Linked DNA regions of Rattus norvegicus: region 1 is linked to region 2. A link is a contact called in public Hi-C data. All regions are on one chromosome and are shown on one strand. Each heading gives the region's core, a stretch centred on a gene start, on an enhancer-like site or on the middle of the called end of the contact. The rest is flanking DNA. Distances are from core to core; before and after follow the strand shown. Region 1 overlaps Stat5a (signal transducer and activator of transcription 5A). Region 2 overlaps Stat5b (signal transducer and activator of transcription 5B).

Region 1 (6,832 bases), core at 3,461-5,960, 61 kb before region 2:
TCTGGGTCTTCAGGACCTGAGGAGGCTGCTTCTCGATGATGAACGTGCTGCAGGGGACACAAGTGACCAGACGGTTGCCAGACACTGGCCCAGGGAAGAGAGCTGGGGGGCCAGCTGGGAGGCAGGGTCTTCCTGTGGGACCTGATGGGAGAAGGAAGACAGGGAGAGGAGGGGCCTGGCCTCCTCCAGGAGAGGACGTGGGGTTGGAGACAGGTGTGAGGGGAGCTGGAGGCTGTGGTGCTCCCCCCAGTGTCCCTGACACACACTGGGGCAGGGCAGCCACAGCAGCAGGGCTGTTGGAGCCACAGTGGATGGGGGAAGGGCAGCCCAGCAGGACTAGGGCAGAGCTCTGGGTTTGGACAGTTCCAGGGCCTCAACGTGCCAACCCCCCAGGAACTGCCATGTCCCTCTGAGCACGGCCAGGAGGCAGCAGTCACCTGGTGACCAGGGCTGAGATGATGTCTGTGATGGTGGCGTTGACCTCGGCCAGCATCTCCTCCACGGGGCCAGGGATGGGCAGCTGCTGGCACAGGTGCTCAGCCCTGCGGATCTGCTGCCGGTTCTGCCAGATGATCTCGGCCAGCTTCTCACACCTGCAAGGAGCCCAGGGCCTTCAGAGGGACAGGGGCTTCTGTTCCAGCCCAGGTCAGGGGAGGAGGATACAGGATACGCTTCCTCCTTCCCAACAAAGCACCGTCCCCCACCCCTAGAAAGGTGCTGGCCTTGGTCACAGCTACCCTGCACAGGCACAGAACAGAGTCCCACTTTCCAAAAGCAGACAACTGTTAGGGTGGCCCCAACTTGGCACCAACCAGCTCAAGAGCAGCCCTGCCCGTTCCAAGACCCCACTATCCCTTGGGGGAGGTGGCACAGGCATGAGGAGCCAAGTCCCACCAGGAGCCAAGATACTGCCAAAGTGAGAGCTGTCATGGACGGTGGGAATCTGCCGCTCACGCCAACGCAGGGACAGAAGAGGTGGCCGGCATCCTCACCCGAGCTGCCCATCCTGCCCACCTCTCACCCTCACCAGGACTGCAGCACGTCCAGGCTGCCCTCGGGGGGACCCCCGTTCCCGGCCAGCTGCTGCCGCCGCTTCCACTGGATCAGCTCGTCGTCCAGGATGATGGTCTGCTGCTTCCTCAGCAGCTGCAGGGTCTTCTGGTGCTTTTCAGCCAGCTCCTGTGTGAGGGCACAGCAGCTCTCTGGCTTCCGGGGAGCATTCCTCAGGGCCTGGCCTAGAACCCAGGGCCTGGGTCCCTCACACCCGCTTCACTCATGTGCACCCCAGGAGAGAGGGGACCTGCTCTCCCAGGCTCTGTCCCCCACCTGATGCCCTGAATCCCTGGTGGCAGAGCTCCCTCCCAGGGCAGAGGATGCAGGGCCCACTAACCACGCGGTACTGCTGCAGTGTCTGTGCCTCTCGCTGCAGCCAGGTCTCCAGGGACACTTGCTTCTGCTGGAGGGCTGTCTCCCTGCTCATGCGCTCCTGGGGGTTCAGCTGGGCCAGCTGGGCAAACTGAGCTGGAGGAGGGGACAAGTCATCATTTCTGATGTCCATCAGGAACCTTTTAGTATCTGCACTCATATGCTCTGGAGTGAGCTTCTCAGTCAGGCCTCCCATCCGTAACAAGTTAGGGTGCCTACGGGCATGAATGCCCAAGATCATGCCCTCAGAAGACAGCTTCTAGACTGCTCATAGGCTCCCACTGACTCTCCCCTGAGCAGTGGGAGTCAGTGTCCAGAGCGAAGCAGCAGAGGGCCCTACCTGGTGGCCCTTGTCTGCCCTCACCACACACTGTTGGCAAAGCCTCCCCATAGGGCTTAGAGATGGGCACAAGTAGCCCTGCTTTTGAAAAGCTGGGATGGGAGAGTTGGCTCCAAGGTTAACGGGACTGGCTACTCTTGCAGAGGACCTGGGTTCAATTCCCCACACCCACGTGGCAGCTCACAACTGACTGTAACTCCAGTTCCAGGAGCTCCAAGACCCTCACACAGACACACATGCAGGAAAAACACCAATTCACCGAAAATAAGAATAAATAAATCCTTTTTTAAAAAAAGCTGGGTGAAATGGCCAAATACCTTGCTTTCCTGTGTCTCAGTTTCCCCATTTGTAAAAGGGTAGAATCCTGACACTAGCCCAGTGGGCTACTATGGTGACCAAAAACCTGATGGTGCTGTAAAGTGCCTGTCACATATAGGATCTATGCAGGTTGGTCCTAATTGGTGGACAGACGAAGGTTACAAATGAGGGGTGACAGAGACAAGTCCTTTCAGCCCCATCCGTGACGTGGGAGCCCCATCCAGAGGACCTGGCTCTTCAACCTCATCCAGTCACCCTTGAGTTCAGCAGTGTTTTCTCAGGAGCAGTGTGACTGTCTGGGACTGCGTGGTGCCTGACCAGGGTGGGCCACCATGAGCTCAGCTGAGAAGGAGGGAGAGGCAGATAGACAGACGCACACAAGCATTGTACGGCCCCCTGGAATATCATTAGTGTAATGGGTTGAGTATGTTTGGCCCAGGGAGGGGAAGGTAGTCGACCTGCCACCAGGTTGCTGGCTGGTCACCTTGAGGAATGGTGCCACAGCTGGGGCTCAGTGTTGGTCTCTGCTGTTGGCAGATCTGTCACTCAGCAGCTGTAACCAGGTCAGCCTTGGTGAGTGGAAGTCCATGTTGTTGAGCCCAAGCATAACCTCCATCTCGGCCACCATGGCCACTTTGTTCATGTGCTTATTGAGCAATGGCAGGGATGGCTGGGGAAAGAGGCTGACTGTCCACAGAACGGGTCATCCTATCCACTTGATTATTGAACTCCTCCTCAGCTGAAGTCATCTTTTGGTGAGCATTTACATGGGACACCGATATCTTCACATCCTTTACCCATTTGGAGAGATCTATCCACATAATTCTCCCCCAGAAGTCTTCCTCACCATTTTCCAATCGGGATCTTTCCAAGTCCCTGACCATCCAGCCAATCCATAGGCTACAGCCCATGAGTCAGTGAACAGTCGTACATCTGGCCATTTCTTCTTCCAAACAGACTGTAATACCATGTGTACTGCCCGAAGTTCTGCCCATTGTGAAGATTTTCCTTCACCTGTATCTTTCAGGATTGTCCTGGAAAGGGGTTGTAAGGCTGCAGTTGTCCACTTGCGGGTGGTGCCAGCATGACGTGACAAACCGACAACCAGGTCCTATCGTCTCTTTTTCAGTCTGGTGATCACAGGGACCCCCCCAATGAGACTACAGGTGCGTGCTTGGCAGCAGATGGCATTGTAGCAGGAGTAGAAACCATAGGCATTTGAGCAACTTCTTTCTTGGTTGTGGGAGGGGCCGGGTACAATAACCTATCTTAGAAGGAATATCTCTGAATGTCCCACACCACTGGATTCCTAAGAATTCCACTAAGGTAGACGGTCCTTGGAGTTTGGTTGGATTTATTTCCCAGCCTCTGATACACACATGTGTTACCATTGAGTCCAAAGTGGTTGCTACTTTCTGCTCACTTGGTCCAACCAGCATAATGTCATCGATATAGTGCACCAATGTGATATTTTGCCGAAGAGACAGACGATCAAGATTCCTTCTAAGGAGAGTTAATATATCCTATGTGTATCAGTAAAGGTATACTGCTGGCCTTGCCAACTGAAAGCAAATTGTTCCTGGTGGTTCTTATGGACAGGTACTGGGAAGAAGGCATTTGCTAGATCAACAGCTGTATACCAGGTACCAGGAGGTGTGTAAATTTGCTCAAGTAATGAAGCTACACCTGGTAAAGCAGCCTCAAGATCTCCAGGCCAAGATCCAGGTCAGAAATTTGTATCTGCCAGCCTCAAGATCTGGATCACAGGTGAGCCCTGCGATTCTGCACTGTAGTTCATTCCACATATAGTCAAGTTGACAACCAGGAACAGCCATCACAATCAGCAAGATTCTCATAAGGAACAAGGTGAGGGGTGACAGGGCCTCACCATCAGCTGTTGGGAAGCCCACGGGTGGCAGGAACAGGTGGTGAAATGTAGTTCTAATACCCATGCGTGCATGTGGGGATGGGTGTGTCTATGCAGGGGCAGGTGCTGAAGCATGTCTCCGTGTGTGTGTGCATATCTGTGTATATGTTATGTCAGAGGTGGGTGTTGACCTAGGGATCATGAAACTGAGGAGGGCACCAAACTCAATGTATAGCCAGGGATAATCTCGAACACTTATTCTCCAGTGCTGGGGCCACGGATGTAGCCCATCATGCACAGTTGTCTGTGGTACTGGGAATTGACTGACTTCCTGCATGTCCCGCTAGTGCTCTACCAGCTGAGATCCATGCTCAACCCTCACCCCAGCACCCTTTTCACATTTGAGAAGAAATCGCGAGACACGTGTGGGACAGAGTGATGCAGGGAACACAAACCCAGCAGCTCAGCTCTCTCAGCTCGGCTCAGTGTCAAACAAGTTGAGGGTTGAAGCTACCGGCCATCTCCACTGCTGGCAGCCCTCCCCTGTGCCACATTAAAAGGACCCTGAATGCTGGCATTTACCACTCTCTTTAGTGGTCCTTGAGGCTCCCTGAATCCTTACTTAGGTCTAGTCAAGAAACCATGCAAACTGGCATGGCTCATTCAAGTTCCTGGCTGGCTTCCGAGAACCAAGTCACATTGACCTGATCCTTGCCCCAGGGACACACAAGCTGGGACAGACAAAAGCAACGCTAGCAAGCAGGACAAGCTCACGGGAACATGGTTCCCATTTTCCGGCAGTGTGGTGGGCGGAAGGACTACTGACTAGATTCAGAACTTCCTTCTGAACACAGGACTGCCAATGTCCTGGCCCAGACTTCCCTTGGAGGATCCCTTTAGATTTCTCCTGGCCATTTGCACAGGTTTCTGGGAAGGAGGCCAAACGATCCAAGACAACCAACCGTTGGCTCCATCGGAGGAACTGGGTCTTCCCTTCTGCAAACAGATCAGTACTTCGTGTTTTGATTTGCAGGGCTGGAGATCAAATCCAGAGCGCCAGGCCTGCCAGCCAAGGGTTCTTTGACTGAACTCTATTTCCAACTTTCTGTGCTTACAGTATCGAGCTGGATAAATGAGACAAAGTGACTCCACCTACATATGGATACAAACCTCACTCAGAACACAAAGCCAGTGCTGCACACAGGCAATGGAAACGGCTCCCTTAAACACGGGTTGTCAGGAGGTGATAGTACACACCCGAAATCCCAGCCCTTGGGAGGCTGAGGCAGCTCAAGGCCATTGCCAGGTACACAGGGAGGCTGGGGCCTGGCTGAGCTTAAAAATGAAATAGAATAAATACAAAGTCAAACTCAATAGGGCGATGTCTGCATTATGAACCCTTTTCATGCTACGACTAAGTCTTGCTACATTATAAATTTTTTAAAAGCATGGATAGGGGGCCAGTGAAATCGCTCCATGGTGGAAATGTTTACCTGCAAGCATAGGGACTTGAGCGTGCATCCCGGCACCCACATAAAAGCCCAGCATGAAGGTGCTCCTCTGAAACCCCAGCTCCACAGAATGATGGGGGTGGGGTGAGGGTGGGAGCCAGAGACGGAAGACCTCTGAAGCTCCGAGAGCTCCAAAATTATTATAGAGAAAAACTGACGAGATGCTAGCTACCAACCTCTGGCCTCTATATGCAGAAGTGCACAAGAACACCATGCTCACATGCACATATGCACACGTGCATACATGCACACATTCTTACATGCACAGAAGAAAAGAAGAAAGGAGGGCGGCAAAAGGAAATTTAGGTACAACCATGATAAACTGGGAGTGGCAGCCACCTTTAATCCCAGCACTTGGTAGGCAGAGCCAGGTGTATTTCTGTGTGTTCAAGGCTAGCCTGACCTACGTAGTGAGTTCCAGGATTGTCAAGACTACACAGTAAGATCCTGTCTTTTTGTTTTTGTTTTTGGTTTTTTTTTTAAGGGATATGACAGATACTCAGCATTTAAAACTTCTCACTATTTTTATTGTTCTTCCAGGGGACCCCAGTTTGATTCCCAGATCCTGTGTCCTAACTTACAATTGCTTATATCTTCAGAGTGCACACACACACACACACACACACACACACACACACACACAAACACACACACACACATAAAAATAAAATAAATTCTAAAATAAAAAAAGGAAGGAAGGAAAAAGAAAGAGAGAGAGAGAGAGAGAGAGAGAGAGAGAGAGAGAGAGAGAGAGGTGGGCATGACAAAGCATATCTGTAATCCCCTGGAGGATCATGAGTTCAAAGCCAGCCTAGGCTACATGGCACAACCTTGTCTCAAAAGTCTATAAATAAATAAATAAATAAATAAATAAATAAATAAATAAATAAGAAAGAAAGAAAAGAAAAAACCATTCCAGAATTGTCAGAATGCTTGATCAGAAAAGCAAACTAATCATAAGTGTTTGTACCTGCACCTGTTAACAGTTTCAAAATCCCTACAGGAAGTGCTTACAGAAAGCACTAGTCATGGGAGGATATTCTGATGCCTCTCTTTTAGTAGTTGATGAAATCAGCTAAAACAGCAACAATAAAAAAATCCCAAAACAGGGGCTGGGGATTTAGCTCAGTGGTAGAGCGCTTACCTAGGAAGCGCAAGGCCCTGGGTTCGGTCCCCAGCTCCGAAAAAAAGAACCCCCCCCCCAAAAAATCCCAAAACAAACAAACAAAACCAAAGAACCCTGACAACCACCACCACAAAAACTCTTTTGAAATAAAAGGGTCACCAGCCTGGTTAGGGGGTGCTTTCTGGAAAGCACAAAGACCCAAGTCCCAAGTTCAATGGCCAGGACTCACGTTAGAGAAGAGAGCC
Region 2 (7,477 bases), core at 1,313-3,812:
AATAAACTCCAGAAATATGCTTGGCCAACAGGACATGTGAAAGATTTATGTACTTGTTCATTTAGCATATCGGTTCTCTACCTGTGTAGGTCACAACCCTTTGGGGTTTGAATGACCTTACCACTGGGTCATCTAAGACCATCGGAAAACACAGATACTTACATTATGGTTCGTAACAGCAAAATTACAGTTGTGAAGTAGCGATGAAATAATTTTATAGTTGGGGGTCACCATGGCATGAGGAATTGTATTAAAGGGTTGTAGCATTAGGAAGGGTGAGAACCATGGATTTAACAAATATTTGTTTGCTGCTCTCTGTGCTGAGCTGCTACACACACACTTTGGGGACAGGGCAGTATGACATGTCCTCTTCTATTGGGATTCAGTGGGAAACGATAAATTAAAACAAAAGAAGGGGCTGGGGATTTAGCTCAGTGGTAGAGCGCTTACCTAGGAAGCGCAAGGCCCTGGGTTTGGTCCCCAGCTCCGAAAAAAAGAACCAAAAAAAAAAAAAAAGATAGAAAAAGAAAACTAGACAGAAAAAAGACAGGCCTGTGTGATGAAAGGGAGACCACCCATATAGAGTCACCGGAGTTAAACAGAGTTGATGAGCTAATTTAAGATATTTCCTTCTGGGTTGGGAATTTAGCTCAGTGGTAGAGCGCTTGCCTAGCAAGCACAAGGCCCTGGGTTCGGTCCCCAGCTCTGAAAAAAAGAAAAGGAAAAAAAAAAAAAAGAGAGAGATGTTTCCTTCTACACCATAGAATTCCATACTGGTGTTGTGTTCCATTATAACTTTGAAAAGAGCTGATTTGGGGCTGGAGAGATGGCTCAGCTGTTAAGAGCACTGGCTGCTCTTCCAGAGGACCTGGGTTGGATTCCCAGCACCCACAACCACAGCTCACAACCATCTGGAACTCCAGGTCCAGGAGATCTGGCGCCCTCTTCTGGCCTCCATGGGCACTGCACACCTGTGGTCCACAGACCTACATGCAGGCAAACACCCACACATATTAAATAAATAGATAGGGAAAAAATGTATCTTAAAAAAGGAAAGAGCTGGCACGTTCAATTTCATTTGCTCACATTTGTGTACTTAAGCAACAACAACAGGACAGTACTGCTCATTGCCAAGCACTGTTGTAGATAAAGTCACCGTGTGTTTAAGATGGCTTCCCCTTCCTTAATGAATACGATGTGTGCCAGGGCAGTGGCACAGAGAGAGTGGACGACAGAGTGAGCCCAGAACCTTCCCACCATGTTCCTTCTTCTGTCCTGAGTCAGTTCAGCAGGTGAATTTGCAGACACAAGAGATTTTAGTGTCTGTTGGAATCATTCAAATTTTCATTAAGGGAGCTATGACGAGGTCCTACTTCTGTCTTGTTCTAGGGCTGAGTGTGTGGCTGTGTATATGTGGCTCTGAGTATGTGTGTGTGTGTGTGTGTGTGTGTGTGTGTGTGTGTGTGTGTGTGTGTACACTTATGGAGGCTTGAGCTATTTACCTTTTAATTTTATTTTTGAGACGGGGTCTCACTATGTAGTCCTGGCTAGCCCGTTACTTGCTATATAGACCAGGCTGACCCCAAACTCATGAACAGCCACCTACCTCTGCCTGTGACCATGCCACCATACCCAGCTCCCTCCCACTCTGTCTTTTGAGAGAGTGTCTAAGTCAGACTGACTGGCCGATGAGCCTCAGAGACCCACCTGTCTCCCCCCGCCCCAGCTCTGAGATTACAAGTATACACCATTCTGCCTGGCTTTTTACCCGGATTCTAGGCTTTGAAGTTGGGTCCTCAATGCTTGCAAGGCAAACACTGGCTGAGCCATCTTCCTAGCCGAGTCTGTCTTTATTTGTTCTCATGTTATTTATGTTGATTTTGCATGTATGAATGTTCTGTACACATGTATGTTTGTGCACTATGTGGGTTCGCAGTGCCCTTGGAGGCCAGAGGAGTGCATCAGAGCCCCTGAAGCTGGGGTTACAGATGGTTGTGAGCCATCAACTGGGTGCTGGGAGACAAACCCAGGTCCTTCTCAAGAGCAACAGTGCTCTTAACCACTGAGCCATCTCTCCAGCACCCCTTCCTTGTTCTTAACTAAGAAAGACTGCTTACCTGAACCCCAGCTCTTCACTCTTCTGTCAGGCCCCCCACATACTTAAATCTCCAGTTTCTTCCACTCCCAATCTCTTTGCCTTTCCTCTACAATCATGAGCTGGTGGTCCTGGTCTGATTTGGAGACCTCCCTGAAACACCGTCTTCCACATGTCTGACTAGGAAGCAGAACTGCTCTCCCGTCCCAGTTTTCCTCTTGGTGAACCCACACCCACTGAACTCCGCTATACTGGAAAATCTCACTGTTGTCTCAGCCCTAAAGCCTGAAAGCCCCAAGTTAAACCATCCAAGTATCCTATGGCAGCCCACACATCTAAAATAGGTAACCGGCACCCAGCCCGCACCTCACTGCTGACTAACTGACTTGTCCCATAAATAGCTCAGTGTTACTCGATCAGACAGCCACTGCTCACAGAGAGGGATCTTTGTTTCCTGGCACACATGTGCCGTCTCTGGTCGTCAACACAACCCAGGTCCAGTGCACTGGACCATGGCTGTAGCATAGTCCTTAGGAGAACTGTGCAAATCAGTAGCTCAGTCACTTTCAGATTGGATTCAAGATGCCCAGAAAGCAGTGTTAGAGCAAGTCTGGTTTCAAGGTCTTCCTCCTATTAACGTAGCTTCTCCAGTCTGGGGAATCCCAGGTCTCTGCCAAATGGACTCAGGTCTGTCAGAAAAGGTTCCTAGTAGTTTCAGAAAGCCTTTGTTTGTTTATCTGAGTACACTGTAGCTGTCTTCAAACACACCAGATCCCATTACAGATGGTTGTGAGCCACCATGAACTCAGGACTTCAGTGCTCTTAACTGCTGAGCCATCTCTCCAGCCCCCAGAAAGCCATTTTCTTTTTTTTGTTGTTGTTGTTGTTTTGTTTGTTTGTTTTTTGTTTTTTGTTTTTTTTCCGGACCTGAGGACCGAACCCAGGGCCTTTCATTTGCTAGGCAAGCACTCTACCACTGAGCTAAATCCTCAACCCCAGAAAGCCATTTTCTAAAGTGTGCTTCTGTTGGTGCAGCTTGTTTTGGTTTTGATGTTGTTTAAGAAAGGGTCACAGGAAGCCCAAGTTGGCCTTGAACTCTTGATCCTCCTGCCTTCATGTCCTGAGTTCAGGGATTATAGGCTTTACCACAATAGCTCATTAAAAAAAAAAAAAGTCTCACGGTTGCTGAGACTACTGGCTCAAGCCTGTGATCTTAGGTTAAATTAGAAGACAGCAAGTTCAGTGGGCCATGGTGGTGCACGCCTTTAATCCCAGCACTCAGGAGGTAGAGGTAGGCAGATCTCTGAGTTTGAGGACAACCAGGACTACAAAGAGAAATCCTGTCTCAAAAAAACAAAACGACAACAACAAAACCAAATAAATGAATTAAAATTTAAAAATGAAAAGTTTAGGGCCAGCCTGGGCTATAGAGTGAATACATAGTCAGCCTAGACAACTAACTTAGTGAAACACTCTCTCCAAATAAAAAGTCCAGAAGAGGCCTGGAATATAGGTCAGCTGTGGAGCTCTTCTTGCCTGGCATGACCCAGGTCATAGGTTCAATCTCCATTATAAAAGGAGAGCAACGAGAAACCCGACCGCTAACCATTGCAACACCACAGTCCATTCTCCTAGTCAACACATACTGTTTCTGCCTTGGACTGTGTGTGGGTGTCGTAAATCAAACATTGTTCTACAGATTCCATAGCAGTAACTCCAACGGTGAACTTGGCCAGATAAGTCTCTGCTCTGTGTTAAGAGCGCGGCTGCTAAGCTCACTGTGAGAACATGCAGGCCTCGCTCTGTCCCGAGTCTCGTCTGTCTTTCTGATCCCGTTCAAAGGGTAGCGTCTTCCATTTCACAAAGCCCAAATACCAAACCTAAAGTTATTGTTCAGATCGCTACACTGATCATTCATGGTGCCCGTTTGAAACGATGCTATAACCCCGTGGCGGTTTCCAGCGAAAGCAAAGACCGGGTCTAGGATATCGAAACTGTTCACGGCTCCTTCCCTAAGGCTGGTTTTTCTGGTTCCGCCTTTTGCGCCACAATAGTCAATGTTTCATAGATCCGTCTGGGGCCCTTCCCACGGCCATGCTGGGTGTCTGCATTTTAAAAACACGATAAAGCTTGAAGTCAGTTCAAGAATATTGATCGGGGCAGGTGTGATGGTTCAGTGGGTAAAGGCAGTTACTGAGCAACCTGGCAACCTGCGTTTGATCCCTAGAACCTACCTAAAGATGCAGGGAAAGAAACGACTCCACAAAACCATCCTCTGACCTCCACACATCCACTGCGGCACGTCTGTGCCCGCACGAAACCACACACAGTAATAAAAGGAAAAGAAATGTTTACAGACTTGACCTATACTGTACCAAAAGGAGAGAGAACATTCACTCTTAAAACCTGTGCATATTTACTTCAGTGGCTTTGAAGGGGACGGAGACTAGAAACAAACAAATAAATCAAGGCCTTTGTTTAACAGGTTGTAAGCCATGGCAATGTGGATACAGGCTCAGCAGCTCCAGGGCGATGCCCTTCATCAGATGCAGGCCTTGTACGGCCAGCATTTCCCCATCGAGGTGCGACATTATTTATCCCAGTGGATCGAAAGTCAAGCCTGGTAGGTAAAGAGTTTCTATGTCATCTTTTGGGAAGCACAAGGACATTGAACTTGGATGAGAAAAAATGTTATAGCTAAGACTTTAAAAGTTGTGAGTAACCTAGGCTTCGTGGTCCCCACCTCTAACACTCATGGTCCTAGCTGAGGCAGAAGGAAAAGGAGGAGGTGGGGGATGGGGGGGAGCTGTGTGTTGGGCTGGATGAGTAAGCTCAGTGGTAAAGTACAGGCATGAGGCATCAAGGCTCTGGATTCAGCCCTTAGGTCCCATCTCCAAGAAAAGTTGTTTGAAAATCTTCATGCAACACACACACACACACACACACACACACACACACACACACACACACACACATGCTCCTCTTAGATTCAGGGAGATGAAATAATTTTGGAACTTTTAATTTTTGTTTTTTTTTTAATTAAGAATATATGTGTGTGTCTGTATATGGATGTATACACGAGGGCAGGTACCCTCGGAGGCCAGAAAACAGCTGGAGCTGGAGTTCCAAGGGGTTTTGAACCACCCAATGTGGCTGTTGGGATCTGAACTCAGGTAGAGCAGGAAGCCCTCCGAACCACACAGCCATCTCTCCAGCCTCTCAGCTTGCCTTGTTTGGTTTGGTTTGGCTTGGCTTGTTTTTTGTTTTTTGTTTGGTTTTGTTTTTTTGTTTTTTGGGTTTTTTTTTTTGTTTTTGTTTTGTTTTGGGGTTTTTTTTGTTGTTTGTTTGTTTGAGACAAGGTCTCTCACTGTGGCCTTGGCTGTCCTGGAACTCGAAAGTTCTGGGATTAAACGCAAGAATCATGCCTGGCTTTTTTTCCCCAAGGTAAAATTTCACCGTGTAGTTATGCATGGCCTGCATGCATTATATAGACCAGCCTAGTCTTAGGCTCGAGATCAGCCTTTGCCTCCCATGCGCTGAAATTTATATCTTATAAATCAGATGTTTAACATACTAATTTAATAATCAGAACATTCGTGGCTCTTTGTTTTCTTCTTTTTCTGAAACAAGGCCTCACACTATGTAGGCCTGGCTGTCCCGGAATTCACTCAGTAGACTAGGCTAGCCTTGAACTCACAGAGATCCGGCTCCCTCTGCCTCCCAAGTGCTGGGATGAAAGGCCCGTGTCATTACACCTGGCTTGAAACATTCGTGTTTTAAATTCATATTTACATATACAAACGAAAATACTCTAAAATATCAACAACGAGGCAAGATAGCTCAGTGAGTTTAAAAAAAAAAAAAACTAGCCACCAACCCTGATATTCTGAATTTCAATGTCAGAATCAACATGGTAGACAAAACTGACACCTCCACACTGCAATGTGGCATCCACATTGAGACATACACAGACACAAACTAAATGGCTTTTTTTTTTCCTTTTTAAATACGAATAGTGGGGGTTGGGGATTTAGCTCAGTGGTAGAGCGCTTGCCTAGGAACCGCAAGGCCCTGGGTTTGGTCCCCAGCTCCAAAAAAAAAAAAAAATACGAATAATGATTACCTCTCAGTGTTGACTTAGCCAACATCTTTATTTCCTAAATTATGAATTATGTACCTGAGCTTTAAAATTGTTAGATCAGTATAACACAGGCCAGTAGTAACGTATCTTACTTTGCAGTGCCATGGCAAACTTGCAGCTCACACAGGACATCTATACCAAGGAGCTGCTGCCTCCTCAGCTCTGCCACATCCTCACCGGCCCGCCGTGTGCCCTGCAGTGCTCAGGGCAGGGCGCTTGCCCGTCAGCCCCAGTCTGTCAGTCAGCGTGACACATTCATTAGACTAGACAGCCTTTTACCCGGGTGGTGGGGCTACAGCTCTGGTGCTGCTGGGAGGAGGCTGTCTATATCCGCTGGAGATGAGGCCGTACAGTAATTATAGCAGTTTGTTAGCCAGGCTCCATTCAGAAACAAGCCTGCCGAAGGAAGGCAATTTTTCTGGGCAATTAAAAAAAAAAAAATCCCAGCTTCATATAATTAAGAGGGGGAAAAAAAAAACCCTGGCTAAATAGGAGAATGTCAAACAGTCAAACACACCTAGGTTGGTCCTTTCCCTTTCTCTTTCCTTTTTTTTTTTCTGTTTCAACGATTTGGGGGACTTCGGAAAACATTAATAAGAAGTTCTGTTGATTTACAATTTCACTCGGAGACCAGAGATAAGGATGCTGATCAGCTGTAGAGCATTCGTCCAGCTCGACAGACCTGGCTCAATTCCAAGAGAGAACAAAAGACCGTTTTCATTTATTTGAGCACAATAACGCAATGCCTGTGATTCCAGCTACTCAGGAAGCTGAGGCAGGGGAATTACTTAAGCCTAGGAACTCAAGACAGTCCTAGGCAAGTGGGCTTTCATCTAGCAGGTCTCCCGAGTGGTCTACTTACTGACCAAGCTCTGCAAAATGTGGGGTGATGTTAAGGAGAACCTGCATTTTAGATAGTGTCCTTCCATGAAGAAATAGAGATACCAACAAAGAGTTTCCAGTTCTTCGTACTGAAGCTGTCGCGAAGTCTTCTGTCGTAGGCAATGGTTGAGTTGGAATTGAGAACCAGACTGCTGAGTTCTATCTCAAAGACTGGATCCTCTCAGCGGCGGGCTCCCAGTCAGAACCGGAGGGCAAGGCAGCGCCTTCAGCCCTTCCAGCCTTCCACTTAGTACATATTTTATTCAACACATAGAGTATACAGTTCTAAAAGCCGGTTTTGTCACTGCCCTCTCCAGACACAGGTCGGGTGGTCTCTGGTGACCCAGTCTCAGGGCTTT

The links. A called contact is a pair of places that touch in the nucleus more often than the background predicts.
Region 1: a contact with region 2 is called in a Hi-C map of liver, with 2.7 times the contacts expected there. The contact joins two enhancer-like sites. A contact is called at or near these places in 4 of 12 Hi-C or Micro-C datasets (hepatocytes, kidney and liver).

The regions. Positions count from the first base shown.
Region 1 is chr10:86,294,394-86,301,225 of GRCr8, reverse strand. It overlaps Stat5a (signal transducer and activator of transcription 5A), which reads right to left. Exons shown (of 19, transcript NM_017064.2): 6 at 1,391-1,521; 7 at 1,028-1,179; 8 at 438-593; 9 at 1-47. Among named protein-coding and RNA genes, the nearest start is that of Stat5a, 12 kb to the right of the region's middle. Within about 2 kb of position 4,710, at least 2 of the 93 cell types and tissues checked have an H3K27ac peak or open chromatin away from gene starts, as enhancers often do. A contact at or near this core is called in liver, where this site is marked.
Region 2 is chr10:86,230,521-86,237,997 of GRCr8, reverse strand. It overlaps Stat5b (signal transducer and activator of transcription 5B), which reads left to right. Exons shown (of 19, transcript NM_022380.2): 2 at 4,581-4,718. The coding sequence starts at 4,591. Among named protein-coding and RNA genes, the nearest start is that of Ghdc, 36 kb to the right of the region's middle. Within about 2 kb of position 2,562, at least 7 of the 93 cell types and tissues checked have an H3K27ac peak or open chromatin away from gene starts, as enhancers often do. A contact at or near this core is called in liver, where this site is marked.